Linked DNA regions of Mus musculus: region 1 is linked to region 2. Evidence: chromatin contacts called from public Hi-C data. All regions are on one chromosome and are shown on one strand. The core of a region is the stretch at or near the end of the contact, and the rest is flanking DNA. Distances in the headings are between cores, read along the strand shown.

Region 1 (4,124 bases), core at 1,037-3,536, 120 kb before region 2:
CACAGTCTTTCTCCCTCTTTGCCCCCTCTTCCTCTGAGAAAAAGAGGCCCCTCCTTGGGTATTGCTCCACTCTGGCACATCAAATCACTGCAGGACTAGGAACATTCTCTCCCACTGAGGCCAGACAAGGTGGCCCAGCTAGATAAACAGGATTAAGGGACAGCCCCTGCTCCAGTTGTTGGGGGACCCACATAAAGACCAAGCAGCACATCTGCCACATATGTGCAGGAGGCCTAGGTCCAGCCCATGATTTTTCTTTGGCTGGTGGTTCAGTCTCTGGGGGCCCCAAGGGTCCAGGTTAGTTAACACTGTTGGTCTGGTAGAGTCCCTATCCCCTCCAGGTTCCTCAATCCTTCCCCCAAGACTTTTTTTTTTTTTTAAATTTTAACTGCTTGTTAAATGCTAAGTAATTTTATTGCCAAGAGGTAATATTTCCATGGTGCAGGAAGGCAGCTCAGTTGGTAAAAATGTCTGCTGTGCAAACATAAGAATTTCAATCCCCAGCCCTCAATGTAAGAAACAAAAGCTGGGTGTATGCCTCTCCCCCCACTGAGGATGTGAAGAAGGCAAATCTCTGAGTCTCATTGGCCACCCAAGCCAGCTGAACTGAGATCAGCTGCAAGTTCAAAGAGACCTTGTATTTAAAAAACAAAGAAGGAAGGAAGGAGAAGGAAAATATGGCCCTACCTTAACCCCATGCCTCTGCACAAATGAGCACACTCCTTTGTACATGTTCTACACTCAATACAGAGAGATAGACAGAGAGCAGAACACACACACACACACGTTTATCAGTTCAGGCTAGTAATCATTTTCAGTGTCCTTTAGACACTTAGACACTTTAGACAGAGACATTTTCAAAACATTTTTAAATGATACCTTCCTTTATTAATACAACCCTTAGGGAATATAAAGTAGGTAATATTTACTGACATGCTATTTAAGTTGCAGGAAAATCTAGTCCTCAAAAGAATAATCTCTGGCCAGGATCCTCGATAAGACTTTTCCATACATCTTGTTCAGGTTAAATCAGTAGCCCAATGTTTCTGTGCTTTGTCAAAAAAAGACTTTTTTTTTTTTTTTCTGGTCGTGTAGGTCTGTATCTAAGGGCTTCATCTTACAAGTCAATTCCACATCCTGCCTTGAAGCTCTCTGCTTTGCACTTCCCCGATGCTATAAGTCTTGTTTACTGATTTTGTGCCTGACTGGGAGAATTTATGGTCTGGGAAGAATTGCAGCCAGGGCTCAATCAGCAATTCATCTTCAGCTCACTTTGAACGACTTACCAAAAAAAAAAAAAAAAAAAAAAAAAAAAAAAAACCATTCAGAAGTATGGCATCTTAAAACAAATGTGGGGTTTTTTTTTTTCTCCTTTTGAATGCAGTTTTCCCACATGCTAATAGTAACAGAGAACTGAGTGTTATTGCCTACAGAGTCCTACCATGTACCCATTTCTAAGTTGTTAGGGCTTTGTTTAGCCTTAGAGACGACAGAACAGCATCACCAGAAGCTTGCTATTATGGACGTAAATCATATGACTCTAAAAGCGAGTGTCTGTAGCTTGTGCCATAAATGCTAACATGAATACACTAGAATCTGTCTGGTCAAAGTGGATATGTATCTTTGATGTGTATGTGTGTTTCATAATGAGAGCTATTTTGAGCGAAGACATTTTGTTTAGATTTGGATGTTGTGTTTACCCTGCTTAGTTAGGCCTTCTTCGCAAATGTTTATTAAATCTTCAAAAAGATACAGGTCTCTGTCTAAATCCCTCTAGACTTATCTTTCACACCTTTAGTCATATAGTTTATTAATTGTAGCACATTCCTGGACAAATAGTATAAGGTAGAAATCTAAGCAAAATTTAGTGGCCCTGATATTTCCATACATTCTAGTCTTGACAAATGAACCGAATTATAAAGATGATGTTTAAATAGTTACTCTTGTCGCCATGACAGAGTCGAAGAAATGTGCCACCTCTTGCTAATTAACTGTTGTTTCTTTTGTTTAGTGATTTTTAATTTCCTGCTTATGAAAGGGATTTGTCATTAAAGATCCACTGCTTTATTCAATTAGTGTGATGAGAAAGCCTCAGAAGGGAGGCAAACTGGATTGTCTAATTACCTAAATTGTGCTAATTAGCCCCACGTGGTAAAGCCTTCCACCCTTTGCAAACCTTGAATTCGTGGCCTCTCAAATTAGCAAGTTGCTTTCAGTTGCAAGGTCCTCATGAAGGAGATTGGCATCTTGCCCACATCCTCCTGGGTTCACAATGATGCTGTTAATGTGACCTCTAGAGGGCGATCCTTCCTAATTTTCATAGGCTCTGGCTCCAGAGGCAGGGGCTGGAGGGCTCACTCAGTTTCAAACTAGGCAAGATCCCCTGTGAGGACCACAAAACAGGAAAAGTCACTAAGGCTTCCAAGCTCCCTGTGGCACATCAAGAACTCGTTTTTCACTTCTCAAACCATCCTCTCCCTTCATTGATGTAGTGATCCAGTGAAGTACCATCCACCTGTGTACTGAACCAGGCCATCTTTCGCATGCTACTTTATTTCTTAATATTCCATGTGGACATAGAAATTCAGTATGTGTCCCATCTTCCTCGCTTTTACTTGGTTTTGTTTTCTTACACATAGATTTTACTGCACAAAATAAATAAATAAATCGTTACTAGTAACCAATATGTCAACTAAGAAATGCTGGCTAGCCATGTACTGTGACAATGCACTATATATATATATATATATATATAGTATATAACTGCTGAGAGGCTCTGCCAGTGCCTGACAAATACAGAAGTGGATGCTCACAGTCATCCATTGGACAGAGCACTGGGTCCCTAATGAAGGACCTAGAGAAAGTACCCAAGGAGCTGAAGGGGTTTGCAGCCCCATAGGAGAACCAACAATATGAACTAACCAGTACCCCCAGAGCTCCCTGGGACTAAACCATCAACCAAAGAAAACACATGGTACTCTAGCTGCATGTGTAGCAGAGGATGGCCTAGTCGGTCATCAATGGGAGGAGAGGCCCTTGGTCCTGTGAAGGCTCTATGCCCCAATATAGGGGAATGCCAGGGGCAGGAGTGGAAGTGGGTGGGTTGGGGAGCAGGGGAAGGGGAAGAGGATGGGGAATTTTCGGAGGGGAAACTAGGAAAAGGGATAACGTTTGAAATGTAAATAAAGAAAATAATAATTTTTTTTAAAAAAAGGAATTAAACTCCCCCAAATCATTTTCCAAGGAACTTAATTCTCCTTGATAAAAACAGAATTGAACCTCCAAGTTTTAAGATGCTTATCTGAGATTTAGTTGCAGATCCATGCCCAGTCTAGAATTCCACCACTAGCCTCTGCAAATATTACAAGGACTCACATCCCCTGAGCCCTTCCCATGTGCCAGGAACCACCCGGTGCCTCTCCTGGTATCATTTAATGTAGGTGTATCTTTGGTATGTGCGAGTTCCAGACAACGACTAAGCAATGTGTCCACTCATTTTACAAATGATGACTTTGGTGCTCAGAGATATTAACTGGCCCTGCATTACACTGCTGTAGGTTTAAGTAGAACGGAAGCTACCCTTCCCTACCCAGTCTGTTTTCTTGCCCACTGCTTCTTCATCCATCTGTAAAACCTCCTTAAATGTCCACATCTTATACATTTTAAGTATTTGTTGTCCTTTTTGGTTTTCAAGGATAGTTAAGAGAATTCAGATAAATCTCAGGAAAAGAAGAAGAAGAATAGATTGTTTCAGCCTCTTCACCTCACAGCAAAGCAGACTCGGGTGGCTTGAAATTTTCTAAACCTTGATTGCAGAAGAGGTATTGAATATGTATAAATTGTACCTTCTGGGATTAGATCGCCTACCCTGAAATTTCAGAGCCCTCACCAACACCACTTACGAGCTGACTTTAAACAAGTTACCTGGCTCCTTTAGGCCCCACTTTTTTTTTCCCATTTTTTATTAGGTATTTAGCTCATTTACATTTCCAATGCTATACCAAAAGTCCCCCATACCCACCCACCCCCACTCCCCTACCCACCCACTCCCCCTTTTTGGCCCTGGCGCTCCCCTGTACTGGGGCATATAAAGTTTGCGTGTCCAATGGGTAGGCCCCACTTTT
Region 2 (3,788 bases), core at 630-3,129:
TTACATGAAAGTATATTGCCTTTTTTTCTAGGCTTGCTTTTTTTCCCTTTTCTAATGCTGTCTTTAATAAAGTTTTTCGACCTAGAATTGTAGGTGGAGCATTTTGGAGCATTATGGTACTCCTTCTTTCATATCCTTACTCCCAATTTTTGACAGTTTATTTTGCCAGTTGCTGAGAAATGGTCCTTTTCCTTTTAACTTTGTAGTTTGGGGTTTGTTGCAAAGCAAATATAAATTTAAGATTGTTTTGTTTTCTTCCTGGATTGTCTTTAACTTTTATAGAATTACTCCTGATTTCCAGTAATAAATTTTGCTGTGTGCATGTTTTCTTTCCATATTTCTATTTTAAACTGTATCCTTGATATTGTTATGTTTTTGGTTTTTAAAAGTCTGAGTAAGTGGTCTGAGTAATACCTTAGCATGTAACACTGGCTTCCTGAACTGTGTCACTGTCTCCCTCCTTGACCCCCACCTCTCACCTCCCACTCCAGTTATAATAAATATTCAGACATTCGAGTCTGAGTTAATCTTTGCTTTGTGTTGATGGAGGACAATGTTAATAGCTGTGGATTGACCGCTGGTGTTGTGTGAAAAGCTAGAAGCAATGAATGATAACTTCTTTCTTCTAAAGAAGGTTTAATTTTGTTTTAGTAGGTTGACAAATAGGAAAACATGATCTGGTGGAAACTACTTTAAGGTATTATTAAGTGTATAGCCTTCTACACAGTGGCTGTAGCCCCTTTTAACATCCCAGCTAAAAGCCTGAGTATTAGCCATGCTGTTGGACTGCATGACTGCCAGGTAGCATCTTAATGCTGAGTTTTCTTTATTCTGTTGGGTTTTTTTTTTGTTTTTTGTTTTGTTTTTGTTTTTGTTTTTTTTTTTTTTTGGATTTTGTTTTATTGTTGTATTTTCTCCATGGCTTAGTTCTGGAAATCTGATTGGGGTACGAGAAAATACAGAAAGGACACGAACCCAGTTGTAGAAAAATTGAGATGTGATGGGTCTGTGCTCTAAGGGAGACCCACCACCACCAGCCATCCGGAAACTCAGTCTGTATATTTTCTCTGAGTGGAGAAGTTTTCAGCTGATTAAGGAGGCCGGTGGTTTAGCTAATCTCATCCTGGGAGGAGGCTCTTGTAGGGGAGACAAACTTGGATGCTATTTTCTGCTTAGTACTGCAGTACTAAGAGTTCAGCTCCTCTGCATTCTCTCCTGACCACCACTTATTGTTTGTTGTTTACTTGTTGCTATTGTTTTCTTCTGTTGAATGTTTGTTTATTTAGGTTTTTGGGACAGTGATTCTCTGTGTAGTCTTGGCTGTCCTGGAACTTTATAGACCAAACTGACCTTAAACTCAGGTCTGTCTGCCTCTGCCTCCTGAGTGTTGGGATTCAAGGCATGATGTGCCACCACATCTGGATTTGCTTTTTATTTTAGTAATGGGTTTTTATTTTTAAATTTGAAGGCAGCCGTAGCTTTGGCATTTCTTTCTATTGTTGTTAACATTGCAAATGGATGACATTTGAGGTAGATGCTTATAGATATTGGAACAGATATGAAGGTCATAGTAAGTGTCAGAAATAGGGCTGATTGAAAATGTTTTATGCTTTTTGAATATATGTGTGTGTGTGTGTGTGTGTGTGTGTGTGTGTGTGTGTGTGTTTGTGTTTATGCGCGCGTCTGCAAGTATGTCTGGGCTCCACATTCAAGCAGTGCCTGTCAAGGTCAGAAGATTGCCAAGACTGGAGTTAGACCTGTGTGGTTGGGCATTGAACCTGGGTTCTCTGGAAAAGCAGCAAGTTCTCTTACCCACTGAACCATCTCTCCACCTCCCTGATGTATGCCACACGTCTTCTGAGCTCCCAGGAGTCTAATAGAGATTACTTCCTAATGTTATTTTTATCCTGCTTGTTGATTATAGAATTTTACAGTGGAGAACAGTAGAGTTTATCTTATCTTGTGTTTTGATAGGTGATTCCTGAGTGAAAATTACAAGTTTTTTTCTTTCAACAACTAGAATGGTATTTAGTTTAAAATTTCACAGCCTTGATAAAGATTTTGAGCCCACTGTACAGTGGTTGTATGACTTTTCATACCATTTCTTGAGTAATGAAGCCATGTGCTCCACTTACACAGGTATTTCTTGACTCTGTTTAGGTTAAATTTCTTTAAAACTACCATGACTGAGTTTAAGGCATCCAGATGAGGTTTTTCAGTAATCCATCCTGTGCTTTTCTACTCGGTTTATCAGGAGATAGTGCTGTGTATTCACAGTCAGTGGACAGCTTACTGTTTTACACCTTACCTGGTGACCTTTGTAAAAAATACAATCAGAGTTGCATTGAGGAAATACTAAGTTCATTTTGTAAACTATGAGTTAGACTTTTTTTTCCTGGTTCTGTAGAAAAACTGTTTTTGTGCTTTGACTTTTTTCTCTTTTGTTTCTGTTCTCATTGTTTTAAGCCCTTTTTAACCTATCTATTTCATGGCTTGAAAGGAACCTTGTTTTAAAACACTTCTATTACTTTTTGATATATGACCTTGTCTTGTGATTAAGCCTATCAAGGTGAGTTCAAACTCTTGCTCTGAGAGACTAGCTATGAAGAGCTTAGTGTAGTGGGCATTTTGTTGTTGATGTTGAGGTATGGGTGTATGCTACCAGCCTCAGCACCTGTTTAATCTTGGAAGCAAACATTGTTCAAAATAAAGACTAGATAGGAATGGTAGAACTTAAACATTCCTCCTTTTGCACATTGATTATTTCATGAACTCGGAGCCACGGACCATGACTTGTAATATGACTTTTCATACCATTTCTTGAGTAATGAAGCCATATGGTCCACTTACACTGGTATTTCTTGACTCTGTTTAGGTTAAAACTACTTTGGCATCGTGGGTGTTTGCACCTCTAGACATGCTTTTGATCTGAGTTTGATCTTTTATATTCCTAGTAAACGGTTGGGTGTCTTGGTGCTTTTGAGCTGTCAGAAGGGAAAGGATAAACTTTGCTAAAATGGTTGACGTTTTAATATCTGCAGCTTTGTACAGCCAGGTACCTCCTTAACTCTGTCTGTTGGGAGATAATAGGTACCCGTAGACCTTAATTAGATATTAGAGGAAGGAATTTGATATGGAGATCACCTGGTTAAGGTTATATCTAGACTGTATCTCTACCCCAATTCCTACGTTGGTATTTTTAAACAAGTAGTGCTTTTCTTAAAAATTGTTATCTAGTTTATAGTTAGTTGTTCTTAGCAAGGACTGAAAAGTTGTAAGATACTGTATTTACAAGTTAGTTTATGAAATGAACCATTGTAAAGTCAGTAGCAGGATCTGACTCCCTACCCAGTTCTGTGAAAGGACAGGCATGAGATGGTCTCCATTTTTGATCCCCGTTTTGTGCCATGGACTGCCTCCCAAGCTTAGGAAGATTCCTGTTCGCTCTCCGTGCTTGGGCAAGAAATAACTACTGTGAGAGAAATACAAATCAAATTAAAATGTGGTTTATCTCTATGTTGATGAGATGTAGACTTTATTGAGCTTTCAGATATTTTATATTTAAAATGTCTGAATTTGGGGTTTTAAAGGGCAAGTCAAATCAGGCTATTTTATTTGCATTCTTTGCCGTAAGTAGTTGACGTAACTGCATTTGGTATAATCCTGAGAATACAACACTTAAAATTAGTTCTTAATGTATTTATTATCTGTCTTTGGGGGTGATTTTTTTTTATTATCCCTGGTTCCTTTTGAGAGTAGTAAAGGGTCTTTTTAAATTAACAAACATC

The links. Hi-C and Micro-C count contacts between places; a contact is called where the count stands out from the background.
Region 1: a contact with region 2 is called in a Hi-C map of rod photoreceptor, with 2.4 times the contacts expected there. The contact joins two enhancer-like sites. A contact is called at or near these places in 13 of 39 promoter capture datasets (the 3T3-L1 cell line, the HPC-7 cell line, cranial neural crest and 9 more), 2 of 15 datasets of contacts at CTCF or cohesin (CD8 T cells and pro-B cells), 47 of 484 Hi-C or Micro-C datasets (the AML12 cell line, B cells, the BV-2 cell line and 26 more), 3 of 115 datasets of contacts at active chromatin or transcription factors (CD8 T cells, large pre-B cells and memory CD8 T cells) and 3 of 9 other capture datasets (adipose tissue, liver and pancreatic islet).

What each region holds. Positions count from the first base shown.
Region 1 is chr1:80,406,888-80,411,011 of GRCm38.p6, reverse strand. No RefSeq gene overlaps it. Among named protein-coding and RNA genes, the nearest start is that of Gm38673, 19 kb to the left of the region's middle. Within about 2 kb of position 2,286, at least 32 of the 459 cell types and tissues checked have an H3K27ac peak or open chromatin away from gene starts, as enhancers often do. A contact at or near this core is called in rod photoreceptor, where this site is marked.
Region 2 is chr1:80,290,827-80,294,614 of GRCm38.p6, reverse strand. All of the region lies in intron 3 of Cul3 (cullin 3), which reads left to right. Among named protein-coding and RNA genes, the nearest start is that of Cul3, 48 kb to the left of the region's middle. Within about 2 kb of position 1,879, at least 7 of the 459 cell types and tissues checked have an H3K27ac peak or open chromatin away from gene starts, as enhancers often do. A contact at or near this core is called in rod photoreceptor, where this site is marked.